2 separate regions of the Sus scrofa genome follow, and region 1 is linked to region 2. A link is a contact called in public Hi-C data. All regions are on one chromosome and are shown on one strand. Each heading gives the region's core, a stretch centred on a gene start, on an enhancer-like site or on the middle of the called end of the contact. The rest is flanking DNA. Distances are from core to core; before and after follow the strand shown.

Region 1 (3,223 bases), core at 272-2,771, 51 kb after region 2:
GTTGGGGAACATTTGCTCCTAAAGGCTGAACATCCGGAGGGCGCCCTCGTCCCCACCGAAAGCTGTCCTTGTCAGGACGGAGCCGATAGCTGTTTTTATTTAACCACCCAAGTCTATGCTGATCAACAGTAATTTTTTTTGGCCTTTTTTTTTTTTTTTTTAAGGACCGCACACATGGCATGTGGAAATTCCCAGGCTAGGGGTTGAATCAGAGCTGCAGCTGCCGGTCTACACCACAGCCACAACAACGCTGTATCTGAGCAGTATCTGTGACGCACACCACAGCTCATGGCAGCACCGGGTCCTTAACCCATGGAGGGGGGCCCAGGATTGAACTCACATCCTCATGGTTACGGATGGGGTTCTTTCCCACTGAGCCACAGTGGGAACTCCCCCACAGTCATATTCCTAAAAACAATGATTTTCCCCTCAAACAATTAAAATAGAATCACCATATGGTCTGACAGTTTCACTTCCAGGTTCCTATGTCCACAGTAGCTGAAAGCAGCTTCTCAAACAGATACTTTCATGCCTGTGTTCACAGTGGCCTTACTCACGGTCCGCGAGAGGTGAGAGCAGCCCAGTGTCGATGGAGGGAGGAAGGCGTGCGCCGCACGTGGTCCTCGCCTTCAGCAGGGTATCGCTCCGCCTGCGGGGCAGGGAAATGCTGACGCGCTCCAGGGCGGAGGAAGCTGAGAGATGAGCTCAGTCACAAAGACACGTGCTGCGCGATTCCACGTGCACGAGGGCCTTGCATGGACGGTGGGGCTCAGAGAGACAGGAGGTGGCGCGGTGGGCGCCAGGGGCTGGAGGTCGCGGAGCTGGTGTGGAACGGGGCCGGGGTGCCTGTGGGGTGATGAACGGCGTTCCGTGCGTGGATGCCGGGGATCCCGGATGTTCGGCAGCGCGCAGGGTCTCCGTGCCGCGGAACTGCACCCTTGGAAACAGGGTGGTCGTCGTGTGCGGTGAGCGCTTTGCCACACACACGAAAGCCTGGGGAATGGCCTCCTGTTCTGTCAGGTGCTGTGCCACCTGCGACCCGGGCTGGGAGGAGGCTGGTGTGCCCTTGGGAAATCTGTCGGTCAGCACTTGGAAGGACCAGTCTCAGTCCCAGTAGAGGCCTTTAACCCCGGGAGCCCTCCGCCCCGCCCAGCAGTGAGGTCACACTTGCCTCCCAGGGCGGTTCCGTGCCCATCGCCTCCCGAACCTAGTAAATTTCAGGGGGAACTGGGCTCCCCAGCATCAAGGACTAGGGCCTCAACAGGGGGCTCTGGCTCCGCGGTCACGTTCTCTGGTCTCTGTGCAGAGACCCTTATCAGCCCGTGAGCCGTGGAGGCGCCCACCTGCCTGCCTGCCCTGCAGGGACGGCCCCGCACGCATCAGAGCCTCTATCCAGCTGTGCCCCGCTCCCGTCCTGGAGGCCCAGAGCCTCCAGAAAGAGGCAGGCCTGAGCAGAGGGGCGTCGTCCAAGGCAGAACCGCCCTCTGGCCAGAGCCCAGGGGCTGCGGGCCAGCAGCCCAGGCCTGGTAATCGGCAGCTGCGGCCACCGTGAAAGGAGCCACTATCTTCGCGTGTTCTCAGTAGGTCGGGAGCCCTTGGCTGAACGCTGGCCCTTTCTGTCGTCACCGGCAGGATCATGCTCAGCAATACCGTCATTTAAGTAGAAAGGAGAGAATATTTTCGCACTTACTTAAGTAATTCTTTCTGAGATGGAATTACCAGTCTCTTTTTGAAAAGCACTTTATCTAAGCGTTTTTACCAAAGAAAATGAAAACTCTGCTGCGTTTGGTAGCTGGACGGCAGCCAGCGACCTGTGAGGCTGATGGTGCCGAGTTTACGGAGGAGCAGAGCTGCCCGGACCTGTGTGCGACTTGCTGGGGGGCCAGGATCACTCAGGGAACAAAAATGTACTGTGCGCCTGTGACACACAAAGAGCTGTGCCCCGTGCTCTGGGGACCCAGGCGAGTCACCCCGGGGTGAGCCGTGCCCCGGGAACGTGGGCGTGAGCCACCCTGTCCGGCCTTCCCGGCCTGCCTCACGTGTCTCACTTGGGTGTCACCTGGGGGGCTCCCTCCTCGCCCTGGGCCTCAGCCCAGGCGTCTGTGAGGTGATGGAAGGTCATCTGACCGGAAGGTGATGGCCGTGTGGTCTGAGCACAGGAAAGGGTGGCTGTGTTTATTCATGTCTCATTTCCTAAGTTAATTGAGAAGTAAGGGTTGGAGTGGATCTGTGGGGCAGCGCTGACCAGGCCTCACCTCCGAGGGTTGGTGGCGTTTGGTCTGAGCGGAGGGCCGCGTGGCTGGACTTGCTCAGCAGGAGAGGGGGCAGCGGGAGCCGGGCAGGGACGCCGGGCGGCGTGTGTGCTGGGGGGTCACAGGTGGTCCCTCGGGGCGTGGAGACGCGGTGGGAGAGGGCGCCGTCCCCTGAGAGACGGCGGCCGGGAGGCTGGAGGCCGAGGCGACTCGGGGGCGGGGGCGGGGGCGGGGCGGCACGGCCTGTGTCCTCAGAGGTAGTAGTTCCTTCTCTCACCCGACTCCGAAGCAAGAGGTGATAGTTTCTTTGCAGGGGAGCCTTCGTGGTGTCCTGGACGGACTTCCTCGATGCTGTTCAGCCAGGAGAGCAGGGGTGGCCTTCTGGAAGGGCCGGGGCGGGCCAGCAGCACGTGTGCCCCGAGGCTCAGGACCAGTCGGGGCCGCAGATCCCGGGCTCCCGGCGCTGGGGGCAGCCGAGCGGGGCCGCTGCCCTGGGCTGCCCCGTGCTGGGCCTGTGAAGTTTGCTGCTCCTCGGGGTCTCAGGATGAGAAAAGCGAGGCTGCGCGAGAGCAGGGGCTCTGAGGAATCCCACCCAGGTCTGACCTCGGAGCAGGCTTTCCGTTCTGCTCTTGTTTGTCCGCCTAATCGACCTGCCTGAGGCCACATGATGGCCGGTAGCGACTGCTCACGGCTAAATTTTATCCTGTGTACCTTTGTGCTGGGTGGCGTGATGTTCGTGCACGCATTTTCCACCAGTAGGAAGCCTCTGTTCTAACTGGCCCTTGGTACAGATACGGAAAACGCCTGGTTCCTGGCCGCGTCTTAGCGGACGCGTGCACCGGGGACCCTTCCGGGTGGGCGTCCAGAGACGAGCGACATGTCCCTGCTCCCAGGAGCTTGTGGAGAAGAGAGGAGGGGTGGGGGTGTCGTGGACAGAGGTGCGTGTGGTGCATGGGGACAGTGTCCCCGTC
Region 2 (3,127 bases), core at 286-2,785:
GGAAGTTTTGTTTTTTTTTTTTTTAAAAAAAAAAACAAAACAAAAAACAACTTTGGGATGTTCACATAATAACGAAACCTGCTTTGGGATTGTGGTCTGGTGTGTTGTTGTTGGAGTACAGTTTAATTATGATTAACAGCCACAAGGATTATGAGGCAGGGCTTTGGTTGGACCTGCAGTACTGCAAACAAATACTGTGACTCCTCCCAGCACACAGCCTGAGCCCTCCCTGGCTTCCTCAAACTCAAAGTCCAGAGCTTCCTGATCCAAGGAGAAGCACAACAGGGTGACTGTGTCTCTTTTCTAGACCTTTGCCTCGCTTTCCTTTCCCAGGTAGACATCAGCAGACAGCCATAGAGGCTAACCCGGCACTTCCACATTCCAGCTATCTGTTTTCTTAGGTGTTTATTGGCTTGCCTTAATCATTCAGCAGATACTCTCTGGGCATAGTCTGTGTGTCTGTGCAGGGGGTTAGCACCACAGAGAGCTGGCATTTAGGATGGACGGTTGAGGAGTCTGGAGAACTGGGGAGGCTTTGAGGCTGCCAGTTGGTAGAGCTCCATCTGATAAAATTCACATCAGTCCTTCTCATGCACAAAACTGGACTATGAGTGCATTCTTCAGAAGAGCCCCGCATTTTCCCAACTTCCAGACCTCTGATCACTATGTTACTTCTCCTGGGAAAGTACTTTCTCTACCCTTGCTGAGGAAGGATGGTCTCTCCTCACCTGTTGGCTGCGCCTTGTGTATTGGTGGGGAGAGGCAGGCACCTAGGAACTGCTCCTTCCTGACGCTGAGACCAGGACCAGGCACCATCCCTTTAGAGGATGCCTAGTGGGGCCAGGGCCTCCACCAGTCCCGGGGTACTTGCCCAGCTGCCTCCGGGCACAGTTCCTGTCCTCAGGAAATTTACAATCTCAGGAACAAAAAAATATGGCAGGTGGGCTAGCAGTCTGCCCAGGGCCAGGGCGGGGCACTAGGAGGTGATAGTCATTTCTCCTGGGGCTGGGAAAGGCTGTCTTAGATGACGTCATCCTTCAGGTGAGTCTTGACGGCGGAAAGGGTGTGCTAGGTTACCGGGAGAGGACAGGGAAACAACCTGAGTTCAGGAGCTGAATTTAGTGGGTGCTAGGGGAGTGGTACTCTGTTCTCGTTGGGTTGGAAAAAAAAAAAAATCCCGAAGCTCCTTGATGGGTGATAGGATGTGTAGGTCAACCTAAGGAGGAAAGTCTAAAACGCCTCTTGCAGGTAGAAAAGGCAGAAGATAAAACAGGCCTATTTTTACATGTTTTAAAGTACTTAGAAAAAAATCAGAATGGATTCTGGATGCTTTTTATTATCTTCTTTATACTTCTCTTTTTTTAAATATTTAAAATAATTGTCGGCATCACCTGCTTCCCACGCACTCCTGGGTCTGCAGGGGGCGCACCGGGCGGCCGCCCTCCCTCCGCCAGGGCGATGGGCGGGGCCTCCGTGGTCTGTGTGGAACTGCTGATTAGAGGGATGGGCTGTCATTCACGCCGTCCCGCCCCCGCCCTACGTCACATGACGCAGCCCATCATGGCGGTGGGAGCGCGGCTGCCCGGGCCCGCGGCTCCGCAGAGCGGCTGCCGTTGCTGCTGTTAAGAGGCGGTGGCGGTGGCGGCGCAGACGGGCGGGCGGGAAGGATGGTGTGTCTGTGGTCTGAGCGGTGGGTGCGGACCAGGGGCCGGGCTGAGGTTGGGCTGAAGCGACGTGTGCTCTGGAGCAGCCGGCGCGGGTGCCGCTGAGGCGACGGAGGGAGGCAGGACCGACCGACCGACGGACGGACAGAAGACGACCCGAGAGCCGGCCCCCGAGCCGCGCTGTGGGCGAGATGCCGGGGCCACCGGCGTCGCTGCTGCTGCTGTTGCTGCTCCTGGCCGCCGGCAATGCCGGGGCCGCACCACTTCCGCAAACAGGTGCAGGTGAGCGGGCCCGAGGCAGGGACCCGGCTGCGGGGACTGGGCTGCGGAGCCGCTGCGACGGGGGCGGCGAGGAAGGAGGAGGCTGCAGGCCCGGTCCGGCCTCAGCGCCGAGGAATCGGAGGGCCTGCCGGGGCGAGAGGCCCGGGGAAGCGAGTGATTAGGGAGGTTCTGCCGCAGGGGCGTGGGGCGGAGGGAGCGGGGGCTGCCTCTCCAGGGCCGAAGCGGGGGCGAGGCGATGCGGTTGGGGCTAAGGAGGGCAGCAAGCGGGGCCGCAGCGACCGACACCCCCGCCCCGCCCCGGGTAGGCTGCAGTATCGGCTCTGGACCTGTTGCCCGAAGGTCCTCAGCCTACATCCCTTTTTGGCAGTTCTGCTTCCTTTTCCAGATGTCACCTGCCTCCTGTGCTTGTCTCACATCTTATAATAAGAACCGTTTCTTAGCCCTCATCATACTTAAATGCAAATGACTTGGGGGAGCTGCGCAGAGTTTCCTTCGCTCTTTGCAACTTGTTCTGAAGTTGTAAATTGATTTTAGACGCTGTGCTTTTTATTCGGATTGAATCTCTGGGGATGGGAAGGAAACAACTCTATAAATAGCTCTGTTTTAGGAAGCCAGTGATTGGAGTAGCAGTCTTTGAATAACTATTGACAGAATGGCCCAAGGGTGATTGAAGTTTCTATTTTAGCTACGTCAGTGTGTGATTTTTCTTCTTTTCTTCCCATTTTCTCCACATCATTTTCATTTGTGGTTTGTTTTCCCATATAAAACTTCAATCCAGGAAAGCATCCTAAGTTGGATACTTTTTTTAAAGGGAAAAAAAAAAATCTAGGCTAACTTGCTGTTATCTGTTGCTTATCTTTGGAATGAGAGGAGACTGAAATATCATAGATTCATGGAATTTTAGAGATAGAAGGGTCCTTAAGGACAATTTAGTCCAATCTTTTTGTTTTGCAGTTGAAGATCCTGAGGCCCTGGGCACCCCAAGGTGACACAGCTAAATTGTAGTTGGAGCCACAACTAAAACCCCTAGTAGGGTGATTTTTTTCCGCTTTACCACTTGAAGTCTCTTAGCTGTTTAGAATACTCTGGAGGTCAAGAGTTATTTTAGAATGATGTTAATTGGGGACAGAATGCAGAAGGTACTGTCTCTTGTAAAGACGTAGTTTTCAAATACATCTGCA

The links. A called contact is a pair of places that touch in the nucleus more often than the background predicts.
Region 1: a Hi-C map of skeletal muscle shows a contact between it and region 2, with 2.1 times the contacts expected there. The contact joins the enhancer-like site here to the promoter of LMTK2 in region 2. A contact is called at or near these places in 2 of 5 promoter capture datasets (fetal skeletal muscle and liver), 12 of 47 Hi-C or Micro-C datasets (alveolar macrophages, blood, embryonic fibroblasts and 5 more) and 1 of 2 datasets of contacts at active chromatin or transcription factors (skeletal muscle).

The regions. Positions count from the first base shown.
Region 1 is chr3:5,371,805-5,375,027 of Sscrofa11.1, forward strand. The region is part of intron 6 of LMTK2 (serine/threonine-protein kinase LMTK2); the gene reads left to right. Among named protein-coding and RNA genes, the nearest start is that of BHLHA15, 37 kb to the right of the region's middle. Within about 2 kb of position 1,522, at least 25 of the 83 cell types and tissues checked have an H3K27ac peak or open chromatin away from gene starts, as enhancers often do. A contact at or near this core is called in liver, omental adipose tissue and skeletal muscle, where this site is marked.
Region 2 is chr3:5,320,703-5,323,829 of Sscrofa11.1, forward strand. LMTK2 (serine/threonine-protein kinase LMTK2) reads left to right here and starts at 1,536. Exons shown (of 14, transcript XM_021086090.1): 1 at 1,536-1,940. The coding sequence starts at 1,856.